Regions from separate parts of the Sus scrofa genome. Here region 2 is linked to region 1. The links are chromatin contacts, called in public promoter capture Hi-C maps. All regions are on one chromosome and are shown on one strand. Each heading gives the region's core, a stretch centred on a gene start, on an enhancer-like site or on the middle of the called end of the contact. The rest is flanking DNA. Distances are from core to core; before and after follow the strand shown. Region 1 has its middle 43 kb from the start of ARL14. Region 2 holds the start of PPM1L (protein phosphatase 1L).

The links. Promoter capture Hi-C pulls out the DNA fragments that hold promoters and counts their contacts.
Region 2: a promoter capture Hi-C map of liver shows a contact between it and region 1, with 4 times the contacts expected there. The contact joins the promoter of PPM1L here to the enhancer-like site in region 1. A contact is called at or near these places in 1 of 5 promoter capture datasets (liver), 5 of 47 Hi-C or Micro-C datasets (embryonic fibroblasts, epiblast stem cells, liver and 1 more) and 1 of 2 datasets of contacts at active chromatin or transcription factors (skeletal muscle).

The regions. Positions count from the first base shown.
Region 1 is chr13:100,387,801-100,393,642 of Sscrofa11.1, reverse strand. No RefSeq gene overlaps it. Among named protein-coding and RNA genes, the nearest start is that of ARL14, 43 kb to the right of the region's middle. Within about 2 kb of position 2,417, at least 6 of the 83 cell types and tissues checked have an H3K27ac peak or open chromatin away from gene starts, as enhancers often do. A contact at or near this core is called in liver, where this site is marked.
Region 2 is chr13:100,440,130-100,445,971 of Sscrofa11.1, reverse strand. It overlaps PPM1L (protein phosphatase 1L), which reads right to left and starts at 3,527. Exons shown (of 4, transcript XM_021069737.1): 1 at 2,364-3,527. The coding sequence starts at 2,762.

The DNA of each region.
Region 1 (5,842 bases), core at 1,168-3,667:
GGTTTGGGGTTAGTAGATGCAAACCATAACATTTAGAATGGATAAGCAATGAGGTCTTGCTGTATAGCAAGGGAATTATATCCAATCTCCTGGGACAGACCATACTGGAAAAGAATATAAAAAAAGAATGTGTGTATGTATATATAGACACAACTGAGTCATTTTGCCGTACAGCAGAAATACGCAGAACATCGTAAATTAACCACATTTTAATAGAAATAAAAAGGGAAGAAAAAAACTAATTTGGAAAGTTTTTGTTGTTGTTGTTGTTGTTGTTTTGTCTTTTTGCCTTTTCTAGGGCCGCTCCCGCAGCATATGGAGGTTCCCAGGCTAGGGGTCTAATCAGAGCTCTAGCCGCCGGCCTACACCAGAGCCACAGCAATATGGGATCCGAGCCACAACTGCGACCTACACCACAGCTCACGGCAACGCCGGATCCTTAACCCACTGAGCGAGGCCAGGGATGGAACCCGAATCCTCATGGTTCCTAGTTGGATTCCTTAACCACTGAGCCATGACAGGAACTCCTGGAAAGATTTTTTTTTAAACTAAAAACTTAAATATTACTGCTCTCTACAGCCACCAAATGCTCAGAATTGCTACTATCTGCACACGCTGCAAGGCCTCTCTCACACAGGCACCTTGATGGGATGCCACTGACATCCACCCAGATTAGAAATTTGTTGAGGACCCCTCTTGAGTGTCAGGCCAATGGCAAGCAGGAAGAGGCCAACTCCAGACTCTTTCCTCTCATCCAATCAGAGTAGAGCATCTGCTCCCTCCCTGCTCTCTAATAACTCAGCTAGTGCTGGTGTCAATACCAGGAAAGAGCATGGCATGGACAGCGTCCCCAAAGAACTGGTCTCTTGGGCCAGTATCAAAACTCAGACATGGCAGGGTCAGGATAAGGACCCACTTATTAGAACATGAATAAAAGGCAAGGACTTTCTTTCAGAGAACATGAAAGAAATTTATTATTAGAACTAGAGATACAAAATCAAGATGACTTGATGCAAAATAGTCAAGAGAAGTGCCTGGCTCTTGAACTTCCACCTGGCTAAAAACAGGATTTTTCTGCAGCACTTGGGAAAGCAGAAAGCCTATGACACTGCCAAGAGATGCTCACCTGACTAAATGGGTTTAAGGAATTCAAACCCAAGATCTCCTGACTCCAAGGCCTCCTGTAATGAGTTGAATCCTGTCCCGCATAAAGATATGTTCAAGTCCTAGCCCATGACACTGTGAATGTGGTCTTATTTGGGAATAGAGTCTTTGCAGACTTAACTAAGATATAAAGTAAAATGAGAGCCTTCTAGATTATGGAGGGCCCTAATGCAATCACTGGTATCCTAATGAGAAGAGACACAGAGATACACACACACCTGGAGGGAAAACAATCAAGTGAAGAAAGCCCAAAATTGGAATGATGCAACTAAAAGATGAGAACTCCATCAATGGTGGCAACCCCCAGGAGCTAGGAAGCATTCTAGGGGAATTCTAGGAAGCATTCTTCTCTAGAGCCTTCAGAGGAGGCATGTGCCTGCCAACCCCTTGATTTCAGTCTTCCAGTCTCCGGAGCTGTGAGAGAATAAATGTCTGTTTTTTAAGGTGAAACCTTGTGATCATTTGTTACACTAGTCCCAGGAAATGAATACACCTCCCTCCTGGGATGGTATAAGAAATCTCAGGAAATCTACCACTCACCTACTATTTTATTTTATGCAAGTTTCTACCCTTTTTGAAAACTCAATTTGATTCAGCCAAACATTTCTTAACTGCATAGTTAGTGCCTGACCCTGCACATTATATGCTTGCATGATTTTCATGAGGGTGAGAAAGACCAGACACACCAGCTCCTGACTCCATTGAACTTTCAGCCTAGAGAGGAAAAGGCTAGAGGTTAAAGAAGAAATTATAAGAAATAAAAAGGATGACTTCATCTCTTTTCAATGTCATGCTGGGTTATTATTTAATCAGGCCTGTCCAAGGGTTGTTTGATCCCTAGCATGTACCTTTGTTTTACTTTCCAATTTGCTATTTTGTTAGAGCCTCCAAATTATGAAGTTACATATTAATTTGTAGGTTTCTGTCAAGTAACAAAAATTATTCCAAAGGTTATCATTTTATTGCCTTTAGACAATAACAGCCTTTAAAAAGTTCCTTTCCTGGTATGTAACTCTTCTTCTTGAAATGCTCTTGGAAACCAACTTTGATATTTTACTAGTTCCCTCATTTATTATTGAGTTAAATGTATTTTTGGCATACATTCATTATATTTCTGTATGAAATTATGTTTTTAACTTGAAAATTGTACTTTGACATAGAACTATTTTAAAGCTTAAATGATAGAATACGGAAAAGATTAATAGGTTCCTGGGACATGGTATTGAATGAGTGTGAGCTCTCGGTTAGGAACTGAGAAAAGCCTGAACGGGAGAAGCACTCTCTTAGGGACTGTCTCCACTGTCAGGGACCAGTGTACACCAATGTAACTTTGTATGTGCTTCATTCTTTATTCTCTTTCTACCTCCTTATCTTATTCTTGTCTGTTACTAAGGCAGACACCTTAACTGAGAATTTTGTAAGTTGCTTTTGTTTTATTATCATTATTGTTTTATTGTTTTTTGTTTTCTTTTTCTTTTTAGGGCCACACCTATAGCATATGGAAGTTCCCAGGCTAGGGGCTGAATCAGAATCAGAGCCACAACTGCTGGCCTACACCATAGCCATAACACAGCAACAGCAACTTTGGATCTCAGCCACATCTGTGACCTGCACTGCTGCTTGTGGCAACGCTAGATTTAACCCATTGAGTGAGGCCAGGAATGGAACCTGAATCCTCACAGATATTAGCCAGGTTCATAACCCACTGAACCACAATGGGAACTCCTATAAATCCTTAAACTTTACTGAGAAGCTGAAACCTTTAAAGGTATTACCCTTTCCTTCTGCTTGGAGATTGCTCTTGGCCTCCTCTTTCCTGCCTCAGGAATTCACACATGACCCAGCAACCCACCCCCATGGCTTCTTATTGGTTTTTCATGGGGGCCCCTTAATTATAAAAAGTCTGCTTTTATTTAGCATTCTTTTTCTTAATCTCTTGCATGTAGTTTATTTATGCTACAGGGAAAAATTTATGCTAAATCCAGAATTGTTGACAAATTTGAAGACAAGTCTTGGCAGTCTTTGCTGCAGTGCAAAAGTAGTAAAATCCAAGCAAGTTTTCTGTAAGTAAAAAACAAAACGAAACAAAAAACATTCAGGGACAACAATATTCTTGGTTTCTGAGACACTCAGAAATTGTAAGTACTTTCAAAAAAACTAGGTAAGTTACCCTTAACCTCCCTGGGACATCTTTCCCTGAGCTTGTAAAGAACAATTACTCAGGGATTTCCCTGGTGGCCTGGTAGGTAAAGGATCCAATGTTGTCACTGCTATGGCACAGGTTTGATCCCTGGTCCAGGTACTTATGCATACCTCAGGATGGCCAAAAAACAAAACAAAACAAACAAACAAAAGACACCTAGTAACAGTTTTCTAAAAATGATGCTCTTTTTCAAAAGTTAATGACTTGAAATAGTGATGAATTCAGGCATCCACAGGCCAATATAAGAAGCACAAGGTAGGAGCGCCTGCTGTGGTGCAATGGATCAGTGGTAGCATCTTGGAGCTCTGGGACTTGGGTTCAATCCCCAGGCCCAGAGCTGTTGCCGAAACTGTGGCTAGGATCTGATCCCTGGTCCAGGAACTCCATATGGCGTAGGGCAGCCAAAATGGAAGAAAAAAGAAAAAAGAGAAGCATAAGATAAAGTTTTTGCACAGATTAAAGTGGCTGGAGAGAAGTCAGGGAAAGAAGCCAGCTACTGAGAACCTTTTTTTTTTTTTTTTAAACTTTGAGGACAAGAAACAGGGCCAGGTGTAGGGACAGAGGCTGGGGGAGTGATTTTAAGTGAATGAATTACATAGCCAGGTGCTATATGGGCAGGATAATTCATTTGTTTAACATTTGCACAGAAAACAAATTTTCTTTGTTTCAGAATTTAGTAACATGTTTTCCAAATGCTTTTTAAAGTAAAATTTAGTGCCATATCTAATAAAATCAGCGAAAAGTAGATATTTATTTTTTTCCTCTTCCTTACCATCAGTGTATTATTCTATCCTTGATATAGTGATTTTAAAAATAAACTTGATTCTATTCACAAGAACATGTGCGCCCGAGTCCCGGGTGCAAGAAAATTGGACCATGGTAATTGCTGCCACCTTGTGGGAGAGTGAAAGAAATTCAAGATACTGTTATCTCCCTATACTCTTCAGCACCCTCTGATTCAAACATCCACCCTTTTCTTCAACATTTACTCTATGCCAGGCCTTGGCTGATCTCTAGAAATAACAGACAAGTAAGACACAGCTGCGTCCTCAAGGTATGCAGTATGCAGAACGAAGTTGTCCTGACACAATATATTATTAAATATTGTCCCAGGAGAGAGTACCCTTCTTGGATGCGGGTAGTGGAGGAACCCAAGAGACCTTCCCAAAGAGCATAGTCCAGTGGTTTGTGGATAGCCAGGCTGACTCTATTCTATGATGCTTTGTGTTATGGAAGTAATTTCCTAGAATTTTTTTTTTCCCCAATCCTCTCATTCTTTCCCAGTAATAAGAAAAAAGAAGAGGCAGTTGTGGCTGTGGCACAATGGGATCAATGGCATCACTGGAATGCTGGGACACAGGTTGATCCCTGGCCACAGTGGGTTAAGTATCCCAGGCTGCCACAATTGCCCTGTAGGTCAGAACTGTGGCTCGGATCTGATCCCTGGCCAGGGAACTCCATATGCTGCAGGGCAGCCAAAAAAAAATAAAGGGGGGTGGGGGTGGGAGAGAGCCATTCCTTCCCTTTGACCTTACACACTTAAGGAAAAAAAAGAAAGAAAAGAAAGGAGAAGAGGAAAGATGAAATGCTGACCAGCCTCAGAACCTCAGAGAGTATATGGAATACCTTTCCTTTGCCTCTCCAGATACACCTTTCACCCACCTTCATCCCGTTTTGTCCCTGGAAGATTGACCAGTGCGGACTGACTGTATCCCCTCTCTCCCACACTGACTTTCAGTTCTGGTCAGAGAATACTGGTGGAGAGCAGGCATTGGCAAGAGATCTGCCAAAGGAAGGAGAATTCAATCATGGTATACATGTCAAGATTCTCTTCCATCCAGGCAGGAATTCAACGGTAAAGTCTCCCCATCTGTCCTTTCAGACCCTGAGATGGTACCAGGGTCCAGCTGTTGCTAGCTACAGAGTGCTGAACTAATCCTTGTGGTTTTCTTACACTCTGCCCACACCTTTATAAATAATCCCTTAAAATCATCCTAATTTGAGTGGGCTATTGGTTTCCTGCTTCCCTGGCTGATATACAGGACGTTAATTAATAAATGGTTGAGTATATAAATTCTATGTAAATGAATAACTGAATGCAATAATTGAATGAATAAAGGCATGAATGAATGAATGAGTGCTAGGATGAGTGTGTAAGAACTAAATGCAGACATGTAGAATATATTAATATTGCATGCAGGAATAAGTGTATAATAACTAAGCAAATGAATACCCACATGAAATATGAATGGAAGCATAAATGAAGAAGGAATTCATAAAAACATAGAGACCAGCTTAAATAAATTTGAATGCCTGATATCACCACCTCCCCATGTTCGCATCTATTTGAACACATGCAAAGAAAAGGAGTGAAGAACAAGGCTAAAACAGGGCTATTACACAGAAACATAGTTTAGAGAGAGGCACTCAGAGGTTAGGTTAGGAAAAAGGACTCAAGAAAAGAATAAGCTAAAT
Region 2 (5,842 bases), core at 2,278-4,777, 51 kb before region 1:
AGAAGATAACTACCATCTACAACAAATCAAACAGTGGCACCCTCCTCTGGTGAATATTAAAGGAGCTAAATAACACAAAAGATAAGAATTAGATGGTGAGATTTTCTTTCAATGAGAGAAAATGCAAGAGAGAAATTACCTAAGACTATTTGCAATCACGTTCCCAATAGCAATTAAATAGCTCCTTTTTATAACTCCTTATTTTGCCCTAAAACAAAGCCAATGAATGAATGGGCTACATACTATATGATGTTATACACAGAACAATTATTCTATTTTTCAGGGTACTGATGATATTAATTATTTTGCAAATATCAAGTTTTGTAATGTAGGACACAGTATTTCACAGGTTGACTAACAATGATGATCTTCTCCTTTATTATTTAAAATTTCAATGAAAAGCCCTATACATGTAAAATACTTCTGGTTTAAAAAAAGCATGTCTCTTTTCAAAATGGTACATTTACCAGAAGATAGGAGTGGAAATTTTTCAACCTGAAATCTGTTGGAGCCTTCAAATATTTAGGTTTTAGAATATCAACATAGAAGAAAATTTAAAATACCCATTCACTTACACGTGCAGGTTCAAAACATGCCAATACAGCACACCCAGACAACACAACCCTGAGTTTCGCATTAATACTGTATCCAGGCCTTTAAATTAAGAATAAAACTATGCTTTGTAAGACAAGAAGCAGATTATTGTCTGCCAACAATTTTAATATAAAAGTATATAATAAATATAAGCATTACGAAATTTACTACAGTTGAGGCACATAAAATGAAAATATAGACATTCTGACTCAAACCAAGAAACAGTCATGCTGGTAACCTTGTCTTGCAAATGTGTTTTCACCCAAATACACAGCATCCCTTTCCTCTACTTCACATCTTCTGCCTACACAAGGGGAAAGGAAGGAACTCCACACTACAAGGGAGGCTACAAAATTACAATCAGTGAGAAAACTTCATTTTGAAACACACAACACAGAAAGGGCTAGGGTGGATGGAAAATAAGAAAAACTGATTTCAGCTCTATGAAATAAATTTTCCAACTAAGTTTGTCATTCCTAGCAGAGTTGGTTCTACCAGGCAGGTAGGTAGAGTATGTTGGAAAGACTAGCAGAGTGGTGGATGATGTGACTTTGTATCAAAGAGAAAATGCAGTTAAAATAACCAATTGTTTTCACCCAAAACAAAGGCCAAAGAACAAGCTTCAAAGAGAATGACCTCCCCTACAGCCCACCCAGAGACCAGAGGCTCCAAATAGAGAACTGGGGGAAAGTTGGATGGGAGTATGGTTGGTGCCCGGCCAGGCGGGTGGGGGTAGAATGAAGAAGAAGGGGTGGCAAAGGGGAAAGCCAGGATATGAGCAATTAAGTATGGGGGGGGGGGCGGTAAATGCAACAATGAAACTCTTCCAAACTGTCAAATTTAGAGATGGGGTGGCCGGCTTAATGCTCTTTGGAACACAGTGCTGGAGCCACATTTGCCACTCACTTATCCTGCGCCGATGCCCAAGGACCAAAGTCAATTTTCGCCCCGACCTCCAGGAAATCTGAGCCCGGGAGAGCAATCAGAGTGCCGCAGAAATGTAGGAGAGGGACCTGAACCGGCCTCTAACATCAGCTCTTGCTCCCACATGAACGTCAAACAAAGGAATTTAAAGCAGGGAGATATCTGCGTCCCACGCTGGGCAGGTCGCGGGGCGAGATCTGGGCACCGCTGCCTCTGCGGGCACTGCCACCTCTGCAAAGGCCAGAGGCATCTTGGTCCCGCACCTCGATCGGCTAAAGGCAGGCAGCCAGTGAAGCTCTGCTGTCAAAAAAGTTAATGGAATTGGGAAGACGCGCAGAGCTGCTCCTTGGATTCCTCCTCAGAGCCAAAGCGATGGGAAGGAGTCACGGCTTCCTTCATCCTCACTGAACCCTCGCTGACTCGGCTTTGCAGATTTTGCCTTTTCCCTGATGAGAAACGAAGATACTTTCTTCCTGCTTTGTGCCTAGCTCGGCCTCAGCGCCCACAACAGGGGCGCTGAGGCCCAGGGCCAAAGTTTACTGTAGAAACCATCAACTCTCCCAGCAAAACTAGCACAGTCATTTGCGGGGTTCCGGCCTTGGGAAACCTCATAAATTATGAGGCAAGAAATGGGTTATGAATGACCCTCAGTACAAAAAGTCTGGGTCAAGCAGTATTTTTGGCAACTTCGCCACATTCGGAACTAGTGGCTTTGTCCAGCCTGCCACCAGGTCATTACCACACCCCTCGCACTCAGGTCCTACCCCGCTGTGCACACAACTCTCCTGTTGTCTACACACGCACACACACACGCACACACATTCAAATCCTCAGAGAACTCCTACCTCGCCCCCGTGACCGTCGAAGATCCCGAAGATGGACGGGTGCGTCTTGTTGGCTAGGTCCGTAAGAACTTCGAAGCGGTCCTCCATGTGGTCTCTCCTGCCCTGGATGGAATATACAGCCACGTTATGGCTCTTGAACTCCCAGGTCTTGGAAAATTCGGCCTCCAGCACGTCGAGTCCCCCCAGTCGGTCATTCTGCATGATTTCTGCCACCTTGCCCTTCACCATCTTCACGGCGTCCCGGCTGGACTTGACGATGGTCTTCACCTCGTCCGTGTGGAAGAAGTAACTCCACAGCGCCAAGCTGATGCACAGCAGGAAGAGCGTCTCGGGTCTCAGCAAGAAGTAGCGCATGATGCGACCCAGTAGAGACAGCAAAGTCATTGTATCCTCTATCATTTATTATCGCTAGAGCCCCAACCACCAGCAGCGACGCACGCCCCGAAGGCTCGCTGGGTCCCGGAGCACTGCGGGGACAGCCTGAGGGGAGGGAGGCGGAGCAGTAGCAAAGTGGGGTGGGGGGAGCAGGAGGCAGATAAGCAGGCAGCTCGGAGCCGGCAAGGCGAACAAGGCAGTTTCCCTTTTGTCTCCCGGCCTCGGCTGCCCGGAGGCTCGTGCCCAGCGCACCCGCGCCTGTGCCCGCCGCCCGCGCCGCCTCCCTTTGTGAGGCGGCGGCGGCCAAGACGCCGGCGGTGGCAGCAGCAGTCGCGGGTGCCGAGGCTGGACGAGAAGGATCAAGTTAAAGTTGAGCCGAGCGGATCTGCCGCGGTGGGCGGGGGAGTTCTGGGGTGCTGGCGCCCGCGTGGCCCCTCCTCGGGTGCCCTCACCGCTCCGCGGAGCGATCGGCAGGTGAGGAAGTGCGGGACGCGAGAGCCTAGCAGGCGAGGGATGCACGTCCCCTCGGTCGCCGCTGCAGGGGAGCGCAGAGCGGGCCGATCGCTCCGAGTCCTTCACACACCCCGGGGAGCCCCAGAGAATAAAAGTTTTGCTAGAGCCTGGGCAGAAGTGGGGTTACGCGGAGCCCGGGGACGCAGCACGATCGGCGCGGAGCCGCAGGCGGCCGGCGGGGCTCTGCCTGCCTCTCCCCAGCACCTCCCAGCTTCTCTCCGCTCAGCTCGGCTCAGCTCGCGCGCACCCTCCTCGCGCTCCGGCTCGCGCTCGCCCCGCCCAGCGCGCGCTTGCCCCGCCCCGCCTCGCCCCGTCCCGCCCCTTGAGCCAGACTCAAGGCCCGGAGGTGCTCTAGTGGAGCTGTCAAAAGCAGAGGCAGCTCGGCAGCTGCTGGCGCGCTAGCAGCTGCGGACGGTCCAGGCAAAGGGAGAGGGGGGTGGCGGAAAGGGGCGCGTTTGAGGCCGAGCTCGAACGCATGGTCGTTTCTGCCTCCTGTGCGAACTCTCCGGACAATATAATATTGACCATGGCGGTCTGAACGGCGGTTTCGCTGGAGCAACTGCTACCGGCTGGAAAGCAGAGGGCCGCACGTGAGCGTCCCCCCCTCCGGCTGGCGGCACGGTAGTGCGGTCCCCGCCTCACCAGGCATAAGGCAAGCGAGAAGGGACGCACTTCTCCACGCTCGCAAAGGGAGGAGGAGAGGGTCGGTCCCTTGATTTTCTGTAACTGAGGCCTGCTTGGATCTGCTGAGAGGCGGAGAGCGAGCGTCTGGCCCAAAAGCTCTCTCTCGACGAGAAAACACCTCCCGAGAACAGCAGGATATGAGGACTCAGAGCCACGTGGAAGTGTGCTCTGATGATACCTCAGGAGCAACGCGGATGGACTGGCCTCTCCTCGACCTACCGCCGCCCCAGGAGCTAGGACTTAGCCACAAAGGCCATCTCTGGTCTCAACCCTTCCACGGAGACACACAGAGTGTCCTAGTGGAGCCCCGGAGGCCCTGCTGCTGGCGAGAGCTCTGACTCTGCTGTTCAGGTTTGCAGTTCCCTTTGAAGTTTCGAACTCGCGGCCTCCTACCACCTTCTCTGTCATCGCAGAAGGTGAAATGGCAGGAGACTTCCCAATAAGCAGAAGTGAATGGGCTTCCAGAAGGCATCAAAGATAACTTGTTGAAATATGGGCAGGTGTCTGTGGCCTTAGGATGTCGGGGAAAAAGAAGAATGCGCAAATCAGCTTAGAAAATGGACACCAGTGAGCTTTAAAGGAAAATATTCACACTTGCTACCCCTGTCCAGAAAGAGGAGTGCTGATCTGCAGCTTCCAGTCTGCTGGACTAGAGTGGAGGCTGACTGATTCCCAGCCCAGCCAGTGTCTCTCTCCCCAAGCACTCCTACTTTAGAGTGATCCCATTACGTTTAGAAAACAATAAAAATAAAAAGGAGTAGGGGTTCCCTGTTGGCCTAGCGGTTAAGGATTAGGCATGGTCACTGCTGTGGCTCGGGTGGGACCCCTGGCTCCAGAACTTATGCATGCTGCAGGCCCAGCCAAAAAATAAATAAAAAGAGATGAAACACTGGAAGGAAATACACCAAAATGTTCACAATGGTTAATTACAGTAGCGAATTATATGTGGCTTTCATTTTCTGCTTTGAACTTCTGTTTTCCTTAACTTTTCCAAAGGTTTTATAAAAGTCATAGATTGCCATCTTAACCAAGAAAAAATGGAAACTTTGGCATTTAAATGGCATGTACAATATGATCTCAATTATGTACATATGCATAGGAAAGGAAGGAAATGTGAAAGGCAGTTACTAGTGTGTTATTTTTGGCAACTAAGATATGGTCTCTTGCACTTTTTGGTATTTTCTACCTGATAAATAGAGGGAAAAAAAGTTTAGTAATAAATTAGATCATTCTGTTCAAAAGTCCTAAGGCATGAGGTTCCAAAATGAAATAAATGAATTCAAAAGGCTTTAGGAGCTATAAAGCAAAGGCAGTGCATTAGCGTAATTACGAAGGTAAGTTTACAGTATTTCTTACTGTAAATTACAAAGGGTTTTAGGATATATTATAACTTCCTCTGTACATGAATCTTTTTCTCTATGGCAAAGACAACTTGCAGATAAGTTGAACAAGACTCCAAAATTAAAAGTCAAACCCGGCCCAGGTAAAAAAATTCCAAACCTAAGAGCCAATCCAGCCTGACCACAACATTACTACATTGATGACAGCAGCAAATATTCATGAAAGGCATGACTTCTATTTCTTCCATACCTAAGTAAAGAAGAGAAAGGATCATACTGGTCTCTCTGGAGATTAAATAACAAAAGGAGGGCTTGACTTGATTAATAAATTACATAGCCTGCAGATTCTGTGGAGACATGCTTGACATTTAAATCTAAGTAGTTCATTTGTGTGAAAATAATTATGATTTTTCAAGCAGATCCTATAGGCATGTTCCTATTTCTGTTAGTAAATTAATCTATCTACTTAGGGATTTTTAAATTCCCTAAATTAGCTTTTTGTTATAGTTTACTGTGAATTTTAATTGTTTTTTCCATTTTAGGGCTACACTTGGTGCATATGAAAGT